Regions from separate parts of the Drosophila melanogaster genome. Here region 1 is linked to region 2. Evidence: chromatin contacts called from public HiChIP or PLAC-seq data. All regions are on one chromosome and are shown on one strand. The core of a region is the stretch at or near the end of the contact, and the rest is flanking DNA. Distances in the headings are between cores, read along the strand shown. Region 1 holds the start of CG31230. Region 2 holds the start of CG31122.

Region 1 (6,576 bases), core at 795-3,294, 260 kb before region 2:
TCAGAGCACCCTTCTCCAGACTTCGCAGGGAGGGCATGCTACTTATATTCAGTCGTTTCAGGGAAACCAAGCCCTGCAGGCTATTCTCCTTCAAGCTGAGAAATGCATTTCCCGCCAAGTTGAGTTGAACCAAAGATTTGCCCAATAGCTGCAGGCTGGCTGGCATCGTGGAAAACTCATTTCCGGAGACGTCCAGGAAACGGAGGCTTGTGAGCTTCGAGAAAAGCTGCGCTGGCAAAGTCATCAGGCCATTGTGCGAGAGATCCAGTCGCTGCAGTGTAGCAACCGATCCAATGGAGGCTGTGGTGGCTTCATCCAGGGAACTCAGCTTGTTGTAGGCCAAGTTCAACTTGGTCAAGTGGGGAGTGTGCTCGAAGAGCCGGCGATCCAGTCGAACTATCCGGTTGTGGCTCAGGTCCAGGTCTCGCAAACCAATCGGCTCGTAGCGAGTGTTGCGGAAAGGACCCCTGAAGAGATCCGGCACCAAGGCATCGTCAGTTATATCATTCCAGCTGATATAAAGGGCCTGCACATTGGGCACGTCCATGAACAGCGGAGCCTGCAGATCCTGTAGGCCACAGTGGCGGCAGGAGAGAGTTAAGCTGGCATTTGTGGCCGGCAGCTGTTGGAGCAACTTGATCCTATTGCCCGAGTACGAGACGACAATCTCCGATGCAGCTCCGGACGCAATCGCCTGGCTGCCAAACTGCTCCGGCCAGCGGGCCAGGATGTGCTCGAAATTCCTCACCGAGCAGTCCAGGTTGAAGTGCGTCCGATGATCCACATCCTGGGTGCTGAGGCACAGGCACGTCTGGCAGATGTTGCTCACCGGCTGGTACGGAATGTCCTCATGTTGGCTCCGAACTTCAGTGGCCAGGAGCAAAGCCGCTCCTGCAAGGAACTAAATGATAATAAGCGCTTGAGTTAAATGATACAATTGCATATATAAATCAAAATAAATTTTTAAGTGCTTTCCGTTTCCTTCGAAATATTGTGGAATATATCTAGTTAAAATCTTACAAGAGTTTTAAATTTTAATTTAAATATTTTTTGGATTGTTTTTGGAATTTCCTCAATTTTTAATAAAAAATCAAATGGGGATCTTTGCTACATTTCGTCTCAAAAAAAAAAGTACTTTAGGGAGATTATAACATTCTCGGAAAAACAACCTGAGTAATATGCACGTGTCCCTTGAAATTTTCGCCACATTTTCCATCGTTCTGACCATGGACAGAGTGTTGTATGTCTGATTTGAAGCTGCTTCTCATATGTCACGATTGCCACGAAGTACAAGTGTTCAGACAGACGAAAGTACTTTGCAAACCAGTAAGGTTGGCGCCATTAATATAATTGCATTGCTGCATCCAAGAGTTCTAAAAAGCTGAGACGTGTAGCGAATACCAATGCAATGTTTTATAGGAATTTTATATAGCAAAAGTAACTTGATTTTCATTTAAGGAACAGTCTAACTGCTAATTGCCCACACATAATTGATTGCATTGAATACTAAGAAAATACGTATACGACAGGGTTAACGGACACAAGTTTGCTTAGTCAACCTAAAAAACTGTGCTCATTTTTTTTTTTAAATCAATCATTTCTGGGTCAATATACAAAACAAAGAAATTATTCTGTCATCGATCGTTGGTCTGTGTACACCGCAATAAATATTTATATAATTAATCAAGTATATATTTTACATTAGCATTCTATGGAACATATGGGTTCTAGTAAGATAACATTGATTGATATAGTAGATTCGGTCAGCCATATTCTACATAGATGCGTCTAGTTTGGTTCGCTGCAACTACTCTCCGAGGAACTTTAACATAATAACATCAAGAACTACATCCTCGGCTTTGTCAATCACACATAAGGAGAATACGAGCTCGGCCATCTTTCTCCAACGATCCCCACGATTTCTGTTCATCTTCATTAGGGTTTTGAAGTAAATTCCGATTGGTATCCGTACTATTGCTGCTTTCATGTGTCTTGAAGACTTGAGATAAATTTGTGGCAAAACATGTTCAACTGATATCGGTGAGTGAAAACTGAAAGCCAATGCGATGTATCTCCAAGTGGAAAACATCTCGACATGACGCATCTGATTGACTCACACAGATCTGATTCGATAACCTATATGGCATCCTAATTTTGTTGTTTTTTTTTTTGGGCCAACTGGCCGTCCGGAAGGAGGTCATCGATGTGCTTCATAAAAAGGTCTCCCCACTTGGGCACATTCAGGAAAAGAGCTTAACGGAAAACACTCTCTGATCCCCACTATCTGAGCCCAAAGTATGTGCGATAAGATAGGGATACTGTTTTAGATGGCTGAAATATTTACTCACCAACAACAGAAGTTTGTGCTTCATTATGGTATCGGTTATATGTAGATTCGATTTGAGTTTCGGTTTCGGTGTTTTCCAACTCAGGCGTACTGAATTTCGAGTTATGTTGCTTATATCTTTTGAGTTTCTTGTTCTTGCACTTATTTGTCTTTTGATTAAATTTTTATCCAGAACATTTACTTATTACTTTTTAAACGCAGCACACGGCAAGCGTACTGCATGCCTCGCAGTATAGAACTAAATATATGAATCAAGTAAAGCCGCCGTGGACTGAAGCATTATTTGTTTTGATTAGATATCGGTGGGCAAGAGAAGAGAGTCTCTCTCGGGGCTCCACTCCCTCATCCTACCTCTATCACGCTCTCTCTCCCACGTTCTCAGTTCTGAGATCGTAATCTAAGCCGTCGGTAAAAATGAGTAAAAAGTAAAAGTGAATTCTAATTGAGTCATCAACGGACTCTTCTGCCTTTCTGGCTCTCCCCCTCTGCTTTCTCTCTACTTCTATGTATATTTTTCTTTGCAAGGCCGTCAGATTGCTTTGCTGCTTTCTTCGTCAGCTAATTGCTCGTAGCCACCTGCCTAAAGTGCAATTGCCTCTCGAGCATACAAGAACTACAGTATTGCACCCCTACGGCGAATTTCAGTATCTCTAAGAAATGAAATAACAATGGATCTACAATTGAATTTCATCAATAAGTTGTATCTTTTAAATCCAAAAGTAATTTCGTTACTACTCTCGATTATATCTCATATTTTTCTAAAGAATTGAAAGGAATAAAAACAAATCAGAAGCCAACATTATGTTGTTATTTTTTTCTACATTTATTGTATATTTCTTTATACAGTACTCAACATTAGCATTTCGAGCTATAGAAGTTTTACTGTATTGTTTGGCTTCGAGCAGATTGCGCTGTGATAAGATAAGACTTTGTGTCTCGTTGTGGGAAAAAGTTGGAGCCAAATAATTAAACCATCAGTTCACTCAGCTTAGCCCCACCACATCTGCTCCAAATGACTTTTGATTCAATGGCCGAAGGAGAGCCAATTAGATGCGATCGCAATTGCAAGTGTCACTTGGTTCCATTGAACTTGCTGACGCCTGGCATCGGGAATTAAGAATCGAGAAATGAGAAACGAGAGCGAAGAATGGAGAATTGAGCTGTTCGCAGCTGCCGACGATGAGAAAGGCAAACAAGAAGTGTTTGTGGCTCTGGAATTGGTTGCATAAACAAAATACTGACGAAGTTAACCGAACACAGCCAGACGACCAATGTTGCCCAGACACTTGTGACTCACGATCGCATTGGAGGCAAGTACAGTGGACATCGCATAGATTGTAAGTATCTATTGTGGTAGCTTTTAAAGTCGTCACAATGCACAAATGTAGCAGCTCCAATACGAAATATTTCTAATATCATTTATACCTGTATCTACCTAAAAAGCAGTTTCATTAGAATGCATTAATATTACACTATCTTTTAAATGTCCCGCCTTTGATGTTCCTAGCAAATGCTATCAGAAACTAGTTCCCCGTCTCACTTCTTATCCGATGTCCACTGTAAACGTTCACCTAAGAGATTTGATCTCTGTCGCCTCGCCTCCAATAGCGTTTCTTTCAAGAAACCGCAAGGGTGGCGGACGAGACGCACATCCGTGGCAAAGTTCCATGTGCTTACTAGTCGTTAGTCTGTGTTTAATTTAATGATGAAGGCTTTTGCATATTCCGTGAACTGCACGCGACCCAACCGCACACACAATAAAAGTAAATGTCCGTCGAGTGCGAATGAAACCCGTTTGCGTTGCTGCGGTTACTGCTGATCTTGCCGATGTTGCTGCTGTTGCACTTTTGCAGCTGCTTGGGGAACGATGCTCATCCTCGTCTGTAGAAGAAACACGCGCGAAGGCTGATGTCGAAAACGGAAACGTTAGCGCAGAGGAGCCAGCAACGAACGATCTCTACCTGCCCGCCGCTCGAGTCGAACTGAACAAAAAAACCGAAACTGGAAATTTGCTGCTGGATCGAGATTCCCGTTCGCGTTCCCACAAAAGTGGACACAGTGCTCCCCCGAAAAGAAAACCGGTCGGGGGCTCGCTGGCCGAATTTTAAAGCGAGACTGTGGCACATTGTTTATGCCACACAGTGCCTTTTTGATTGGGGCGCATTATTAATGTGTGGCAGCTGCACTTTTCCAAATGTCAGGGCTCCAAATGGTAGCCAACCGGAAATGGGGGCCATTATAGGTCGTGACGAAAGCGTTTCCTTGGCGGCAATTCACAAAAGCATATCCATAGACGTTAGTTAGAAACAAACATTTACTACGAAACAAGGTAACCGAAGAATATGAGCCTATCTAGAATACATGTAGTAGTCGATGGCCGTGGAGAAGGCGGCGAATCCCAGGCCGCCGATGATGCCCGCCTTAACGCCAGCCCGCAAACCAATCAGTCCTCCAGTGATGCCTCCAGCGTAGGTGCCATTCTTCCAGTCCGTGACGCCCCGATGCTGCAAAAATCAGAAGGAGTTCTAGTTAATACAAACTAATACACAACGCTTTTGAGCAGGTGGACTTACGCTCTCGATGGTGCACTCGACGGCGGAGAACACACAGCCGATGAGCGCGAAATTCTTCGCGTAGGAATGGGTGGTGGAGCGCATTTCGCGGAAAACCTCCCTGGCCGTCTGCTTCTTCTCATTCGCGAACGGATCGGCCATGTTGGGATTAACGGAGGCGCTAAACAAACCCAAAGCTGCACCCAAGCCATAGCCTGAAATGGAGTATAGATATATGGTTAACATAAATTTAAATTCTTACATTTAAGTTACTAACAAATACTGAATCTGAACAAATAAATAGAATATTGTAAAAGTAAATAACTCAACATGTTATAATTTGATTAGCTTTTTGTAAACATTTCATTAATTAACCATTAATAATAACATATAATAATCAAGCATGATTGGTGAATCGAATTAAGAGGTATTGTTATAAAATAATAACCATGGATGGATTAAGGACATATAGGACATATATTCAAATGTCCAATGACTTGAATATGCAATAATCTGTCATAATCAAGAGGGGATTGTTTTGCAAGTGGTTGTTTTGATTATGAACAATTAGCTTGTAGTAGTAGTAGATAGTGTCACCCACCCATCACACAGGCCATGGTGCATTTGAATCCACAGCTCTCCACCGCCGTTTCGATGAACTTCTCCTCGTTGGTCTTGATCTTCACGGGGCCGTTGCTCTTGGGGATTATGATGTTCTCGCGGTAGCGCTGCATGTTTCCGACGTACTCCATCGCCATGCGATCCAAATCCGGATCGCCAAACATTTTGGGCGCCGTCACCGACGATTCATTGTTTCCGGCGTTGGGCAGCACGGACATCTTTGCTATTTTATATAGATTTTTATTCACAAATGCAGGATTTAGTTTTGCGCTAAACGTGTTGTGTAAAAAAAAAACCAAAATTATTATCACATCGCCGAACAGCTGGTTGCCAGGGCTGAACTATCGCAGCAACGAGTGCTTATCGACAAGCAGAAAAATACCATCCGCTATTATCGATTGTCAAAAGAAACCTGAAATCGGCGGGGAAGTACCTTTTTAAATTGTTCTCCTTCGAAAGCTTAATTTTTCGTTACATTACGTTTAATGTTCAACATTTTCACACATGGGTGACAGTTATATAAGGTACACTCAAATTTATTTGTGAAAATCCTTAGAAAATTAGAAATGCATCCTAATTAACTAAGATACCGTATCGAAAAACTGGACTGGTACTTGGAGTCTTCGCAGGCGCGAATGCGTTTACCCAACTCGTTGCAGGTCTTCTTCATGGCCTGGATGTGACTACGGCGGGCCTGTATATCGGCCATGCACTTATCGTAGTCGTACATCAGGCCCGGCTTGAACAGCAGTCCGCCCTTGGTCTCCAGCTTGTCCCGCTTGGTCTTGAGGTCGGCGTGCTCCAGCTGCAGCCTGGTCAGATCCTTGCGCAGCTTGTTTCGCCGCTCGAATCGATCTATATACTCGGCCCTCGCCTTGGAGAGCATGTAGGAGATCATGTCCCGCTTCTCACGCACGCACGTCTCCTCTATCATGGACTTCTTGTAGTTCGACTGCATGACCGCAACATCCTTGCACTTTTCTATACAATTTATACGCAGGTGAGTTTAACGATTAACTTAAAGTTCTAGAGTTCATCAATTTACCCTCTAGTTGC
Region 2 (7,209 bases), core at 4,316-6,815:
TTTTTTTTTGAATATTATAATATTATTGACTTGAATTTGTTAACCTCTTTTCCACATCTACGAGTACCCTACTTTTATCTATTTGAATATATATATATTATGTATCAGTTTCAGCCCGAATTCGTTAAGTGTAAGCTAAGACGATTCTTTGCACAAATGAGTTACACCCAAAAAAAAAAAAAAAAAAAAGAAAATAATTGGTATTCAAGCAATACGAGTGTACAGGGAAAATGTTCATTTGATCATACAAGAATTGTTGCCCACATTTGTGCTATAAAATAATTACTTTTACAAGCATCTACACATATGCGTCGATTGTGACTAATAATTTTATTTGTATAAAACTATATAATAATGATACATATACGAAGCCGAAAGAAATGACATTGCAGGAACAAACAACGGAGGCATTTCATAAGTTAATTTGTAACCGAACAGTGCCTGGGATAAGTAAGTTACATTGCAAAAAGGATAATTTCAAAAAGTGTTGCCTACTTATCGCGCGCACTGTTCGAATATTTTACAAACGCTTAGTTTTAGCAAACGAGCTCGCATTTATATTCTTCACATATATCTCTAAATTTAATTTATGATCTATACTATTAAAAGAGTAATATAATATTTCATTTGCACGCTGAAATATGTGAGGAGGAGACGCAGAAACGATCGAAATATCCCCTGTGTTAGTCACTCATTTATGTATATTTTCCGTTGACCTAAGTTGCTTGATTGTAGTTAGTGACGTTTGTTTGTTTTAAGGACTACCTAATTTTTGTGTACTTTCTTCTTAGTTGTTCTAGTTTAGTTTTGATATTTTTTCATTATGCCGCATAAGTATATTTGTTTTTAGCTCACAAAAACGAACTCTACCTATCTCTGTCTCGCCCTCTTTCTCTGTCTGTCTCTCTCTCACACACTCACTAGTACACCACCTACCCACCACCCACTATCTCTTTCTCTCTCCCTCGCTCTCTCTCTGACTATTATACGAAAAAAAAAACCAATCCAAATCCAAACAAAAAATTGAAAAAACAAAAAACAAAACAATCAAAGAAATCTATTTCTCTGGGCTGATTTTCGTCCCGCTCGACGGGCTGTTGTGTGTTCTGTTCTTCTCTTTCTCGTTCTCGAACCGCAGGCAGCAGCGCCCGCCACCACCTGTCGACCCCCCTGTCGACCTCGTCGTCGGCCTCGCCCCCGCCGCCCCCTTTCGGGATGCACCTGTCGGCGGCCCTGAAACGCGAGTACCATCCTCTGCACTATATGGCCGCCGGCAACGGTCACAACGGCCCATCGGCGCTTGGTTATGGCAATCAGGGATCGGGCAATGCGCCGAATAGTGCCGGAGGAGCTGGATCGGTTGCGGGCGGAGTGGGAGCCGGCGGAGGAGCCGGCGGAGCAACTGGAGCAGCTGGCCATAATTCGCATCACACCATGTCGTACCACAACATGTTCACGCCGTCCCGCGATCCGGGCACCATGTGGCGGTGCCGCTCCTGCGGCAAGGAGGTGACCAATCGCTGGCACCACTTTCACTCCCACACCGCCCAGCGGTCCATGTGTCCCTACTGCCCGGCCACCTACAGCAGGATCGATACGCTGCGCTCCCATTTGCGGGTGAAGCATCCGGATCGCCTGCTCAAGCTGAACTCATCCATTTAAGGGCGTGGCCGGGGCCCAAGTGCAGCCCATCACCGCCAGCTTTACCAGCAGCAGCAACAGCCGCATCATAAGCAGAAGCAGAAGCAGCAGCAGCAGGAGCAGCAACAGCAGCAGCAGCATCAGCCGCATCAGCAGCAACAGCAACCAGCTTACTACGTCAGCAACTATAGCAACTACAGCAATAATAGATACAGCTACAGCGATAGTTTATTGTAAATCGCTGCAGTTCTAGGTGGATTTTTCTTGCATTTAGTCGTCGTCCAGTCGTGTACATTACCCACTAGCTATCCAAGCAATAACCATAACCCAAACTAGTAGAAAACCGAAGATGCTATGCTATGGCAAAACGTAAAGCGTTAAACACAAGTATATTGATAATCTTAACTAAACTTATTGATAAACTTTGACACAATCGTCCCATCAATTTATAAATGTGTATAACTAAGGAAGATTAGGAAAAGGTTTCAGTTGCGAGTCGAGGAGAAGGATATGCCCAGCATAGAGGGCCAGTGGAGGCGGAAAAAAAGTTTTCCAAAGCCACAACAAACCGTTTCGAAGGTTTCTAAATGTTGTTTCCTAAAAACTATAAAGTAATAACTACACTAATACTAGAGAGAGAAAGTCGAGGAGAATCGTTTTGAGCCGATTCAGCAAATTGGGGTCACTACCACATCACGCGGGGTCACCAGCAGCAGCAGCAGCAGCAGCAAAAGGAGGATGCGGATGCGAATGCGGATGCGGATGAGGATCAGGATGAGGATCAGCCAGCACAGCAACAGTCACCCACAAATACTACTCATACGAAGGTCACATTAGGTTTTAGTTTACTTTAATTTGTAATGTCTAGATTTTAGTGTTAACCGATATGTTCTGCGGAGTAGGAAACGGATGAGGGCTACTCAACCAACTACAAAGAAATTTTCATATACCTCAAATGCATTTCAGTTTTATTGTTGATTGCTTTAATTTTAGTCTACGTAGTCAGTTAGCACTTATACATAAAGTACCACATACATATATGTTATTTTTTAATCGGTTCCAATTTGAATCGGCGAGATAGCCAATAGTTTACCAATGTTTTCCTCTGTTTTTTAGTGTGTGTGGTGTGTTCCCTATCACTATCACACTTTTGATTTTGTCCTATGCGTTAAGTTGAAGATTTTAGGATTAGCTCGAACCACTTGAACCACCTCACTTTTTTTTGTTAAGCTTGTTTATATTTTATATTTATGGTCACACGTTTATTTAGTTAAAGTACACTAAACACATATGAAATCACGCGGAAGAAAGTTAGTTGATATGAGGGCTATACAAGAAAAAATCATATCACAAAAATCTAAAAAAAAAAAAAAAAAATAAGGAGAAATAATTGGAAAAATCTATAGAAATTATATTTTTAAATTGCTTAATTGTCTGCTCGATTGGCAAGAAATTGGACGGTTTAATTCTAATTTGATTACCATAACCCGCAGAGACGGCAAAAGTAATTAATTTTAAACATTTTGTGATAGACAAAATTATGTTTCGGCGCAAAATAAATTTAGAAAATGAACCCCTACAATATAAAATATAAAATTAAATGTGATATTTTCGGCACAAAACTTTACAAAAACAAAGTAAATAAAAAGTAACATAAGGGAGTGGCAACATTTGGCTAAGATTGCTGCCTTTTTCGTATTTCTTTAGATGATTTTTGTTATAGAACTATTCAAAATTGTTATCTTTCGGTCCAAAGCACAAAATGTATAAAATTACTTTCTAGTTATTCTTTAAACCCTATTTTACTTAACTTTAAAATCTTATTTGATTTCCTAATTATAAATTACGTGCATGTGCGTGTGTATATATATATATATATATATATATATATCGATTCGAAAATATATGTACACACAGATTTCATAATTTTATTTAGTTATAAGTTGATTGAGTTGAGAAACTTTAAGCCAATAAACTACCGCAAAATTAAAAAACAAGAAACAAAAAATAGCACAGATGTTAAGGCAAACCACTACTACACACAGATTTATGTACCAAAAATGTAATAAATATGAAATTATAAACAAAAAACAAAAACAAACGAAACCAAGCAGTCAGAAACCAAAAGCAAACAACTAGAGAAAGCTAAAAAAGAAGGAGTCTAGCTGGATTTTTCTAACCTTTTTCCAAACATAAGCATAAATCATAAAACGAAATATTTTTATACATCCACTTGTAATCGGCCGATTGAAAGGAGAGCCACCAAAGATCGGGGGATATAGGGTTGCTCTGTCGAATCGGGTCTGGAATATACTATATACTATATTTACCAGATGGCAAACGATCCGCAATCGTCATGCGCAAATACAAAAAAAAAAACAAACAACAGCGAGTTGTAATTTATTTTCCTCTACAGTTACAAACTCAATTAATCAATATGCAAATACAAATGTTGCAGTGGCCAAATCACACGGCACACCGGCAGCAATGAAAAATATTATTAACAGTTTTCGTCGTCTACCAGTTTAAATAAATCAATCCATTAAGATCTATATATATATATATATCAAGCAACAAATATATATATTTCAAATTTATTCAAATTAAAATCAAAATATAATTCACTAGCAGCATTTAAATGTCAAGCGAAACAGCGAATAAAACCAAATAAAATTTATGATTATTATTATTACATATATCAACAACACTCGTTTCATGTTCTGCCCTTCATGACCTCGTCCCTCCCTTGGAAGCACAATTCAAATCGTTAGGTTTGGGTTCGATTTTGGGTTCGGAGCCCTTGGATTTGGGGTTTGGGTCGGAGTTGTGGGCGGAAATTGCATTTTTCAGCTACAAAAACCTCTGCGGATTGCCATTTTCGGTGACGGGGTAAGTAATTGGTCAGACTCGGTAAGCTAAATTATATGGTATTTCAATAGCTATTGTTTGGTTTTGCAGGTAGAAGTACATTTACTTCGATGTCTTAGCATCGATGTAGTGAATCAAAGGAGCAACTCCAATGAAAGAACGCGCTTTAAAAATCTAAAAAAAATTTATAGGTTTAAGATTTACTTACAACAAGCATTGCCTTTTACAATATAAAATGAAATAAAGGAAAATAAAGTAACATTTATTGCACTCAAAATTGTTTTTCTTACAAAATAAAACATACAATTTATTTTTGACTAACTTTAACTATTAAGCGAACTAAAAGAAGTTATTGGTTTTGTTTTAAAACTAAAATTATACCACAATTATTTTCTAGTATAGAGGAGTATAAGGATTTCATAGCTGTAAAATATTGAATCGGGCGCTTAAATCAAACAACTATTTAATGACAGAAGTAACTTCAAGTTTTGATATATAGATTTAATTATTTTCATTTCATTTATTTGCAACTTGAGAAGCAAATATAGATTAACAATAATGTGGTAGGAAATGTAGCAATTTAATATTTTAAAAAGAAAAAGGAAATAAATTAAGTTAAGTGAAAACTTTTAATGTCGCAATAATTCGATATCTTAATGTTAAATACACATTTCCTTGATAGTTTCGATGTGTCTCTATTTTTGAATATTTAAGTCGAGCCCGCCAATATTTGGAGTTGCCACCTTATATGCAACTCATCGATTATACAAATCGCGATGACTGGGCACACTAACAATCGCTTTTCCGTAGTCAGAGTGACCACCTATTGATTTGTGTACTGATTTATCGATAAGTAGCAATTTTATACATATTAGGCGCTTAAGAACAAATTTAAATTTAAAACTTTTTAAAAATACTGTACATATGTGCAAAAAAGAAAGGCCAAGAAATAGATAAGGTGTTGGTTATGCGCTCCCCACCATATAGCCGCAACTATCGACAGATACAAAACACCGATAGTGCCATCGATAGTTCTGGCTGCTCTAGTCGCGAAAACACAGACGCAAGATAAAAGAAAAACAGACGAAGAGGGAATACGGGAAATACGCGGGAAGAGCAGCCAGAACGCCAAAATTTTCACGCGCAACGATTAACGAGAATAAACAGCGTAAGTAGCGGAAAAGTGCAGGTGAATTGCAACGGTAATTGCAGAGTGCAATGCGCCGGAAAATTTTGCATAAACTTTTTGTGAAATTTCAACTGTGTTTGTGTGAGTGTGCAGCAGCAGCAGCGAGTTAGCGTGCGTGTGTGTCTGTGTGTGTGAATGCGAGTGCGCTGGTGTTGAAAAAATCTATCTCTTCGCTACGCATTTTCACCCCCCGTTTTTGCGTATTTGATCTTTCTTCCTCTTCTTCTCTATCAGCACAGCCGCCTATGCGTGCGTGCGTGTATGAGTCTGTGTGTGTGAGTGCGTTCTCTGCTTTCGTTTTTTAATTCTTTGTTTATATTTACGTATAGTTTGTTTGGGGGGCCCCGTTTTATTGTTGTTACCCGATGGCGGATGCTCTTTCCCGTTTTGATTTATCGCCGCGCCGTAAAAATAGCGCCCAATTCTGATTCCGTTTTCAATTCCGAGATTCCCAAAAGCTCTCGCGCCGTCTGCTCCACCACACACACCCGTCGTCAATCAAAGTGCCGAAATTTTATGACCAACACTACCAGGCTGTATCTTTCGGATTTGCTTAATTGCAGGAAATTGTCAGGGGAATATGTGTATCAGCACTTTTATTCCAAGCAGATAACTTTGCAGAATTAGTTTTGCCAAGATAAAATCGGTTAAATCTTGATTTAGGACCATACGAATAGCTACATTAAATAGTTTTCTCCAATTCAATACTCTCTGTACTGTACTCACTGTACTAAAATGATAAAAACCTAATGATTACTCATTAGTTATTATGACATCCTAACATATCAATAGTTATTTCAATGAAATTTCTACAAAATCGTTATCAATTAATTGAAGTACTATATGATAATAAGATGCTTAATCGTAACTATTTTTCAGTACAGATTATTGTATATTGTTGCATATTGCACCTGTACCACAGTGATGTCTTAATTGCCCCGTCCATAAATTTGACGTAAATGGCCTGATTTAGAACCGCGGGCACTTGCTGGCATAAATATCTGAGCCGCAATATTTGTTTTCCATAGATTCATTCGGCTTTCCACTGGCTTTTCCGCTCGTTTGCTCTCCGAGTCTTGGTAGATTTTCCCTCGAAACAGATTTCCACCAGTTGAATTTTGGCGCCCGCGCTGATCGGTTGTGCAGTCGGGAAAATCTCACGTTTGATCTTGTGGAAAATGTGCCGTGCAAAGGCGTGGGTCTATTTTTAGACAACTTGCTGATTTCCACACTCGCCGCCGTGCTCTAAATCAGATTGAGAATCGATAACTGTCCAATTAATTGCACATCGTCGGGCTCAAAGGCCATTCGACCAGAAGGGAGATATCCGGAATCTGTGGAATCGGTTATATAATCCATGTGCGACTAAAATGGCCAGCAAATTTCAGAGGAAACCATCTCCCGGCGGAACTGTAGGCATGGGAGGGGGGCCATCGAGTGTTTCCTCTACGCCGAGCAACCAGCCGAGGAAAAGGGTGAAACGCTGCTGCCGCAACTTCGTCACCTTTATG

What was found. HiChIP or PLAC-seq counts read pairs in DNA pulled down with a chosen protein or histone mark.
Region 1: a Psq HiChIP or PLAC-seq map of the Kc167 cell line shows a contact between it and region 2, with 2.6 times the contacts expected there. The contact joins the promoter of CG31230 here to the promoter of CG31122 in region 2. A contact is called at or near these places in 11 of 107 Hi-C or Micro-C datasets (the Kc167 cell line, the ML-DmBG3-c2 cell line, the S2 cell line and 5 more) and 2 of 6 datasets of contacts at active chromatin or transcription factors (both in the Kc167 cell line).

What each region holds. Positions count from the first base shown.
Region 1 is chr3R:18,667,147-18,673,722 of dm6, reverse strand. It overlaps CG31230, which reads right to left and starts at 2,044. Exons shown (of 1, transcript NM_169830.2): 1 at 1,629-2,044. The coding sequence starts at 1,987. The coding sequence ends at 1,808. CG7702 reads right to left here and starts at 4,333. Exons shown (of 3, transcript NM_169829.2): 1 at 4,161-4,333; 2 at 2,349-2,585; 3 at 1-901. The coding sequence starts at 2,372. It overlaps CG31231, which reads right to left. Exons shown (of 3, transcript NM_169827.2): 2 at 6,566-6,576; 3 at 5,990-6,501. The coding sequence ends at 6,098. CG31229 reads right to left here and starts at 5,871. Exons shown (of 3, transcript NM_169828.3): 1 at 5,501-5,871; 2 at 4,921-5,114; 3 at 4,640-4,851. The coding sequence starts at 5,738. The coding sequence ends at 4,696. It also overlaps asRNA:CR45028.
Region 2 is chr3R:18,411,230-18,418,438 of dm6, reverse strand. CG31122 reads left to right here and starts at 5,565. Exons shown (of 6, transcript NM_001369998.1): 1 at 5,565-5,677. CG10864 reads left to right here and starts at 6,808. Exons shown (of 1, transcript NM_142469.2): 1 at 6,808-7,209. The coding sequence starts at 7,069. It overlaps fru (fruitless), which reads left to right. Exons shown (of 8, transcript NM_079673.3): 8 at 1,139-4,166. The coding sequence ends at 1,662.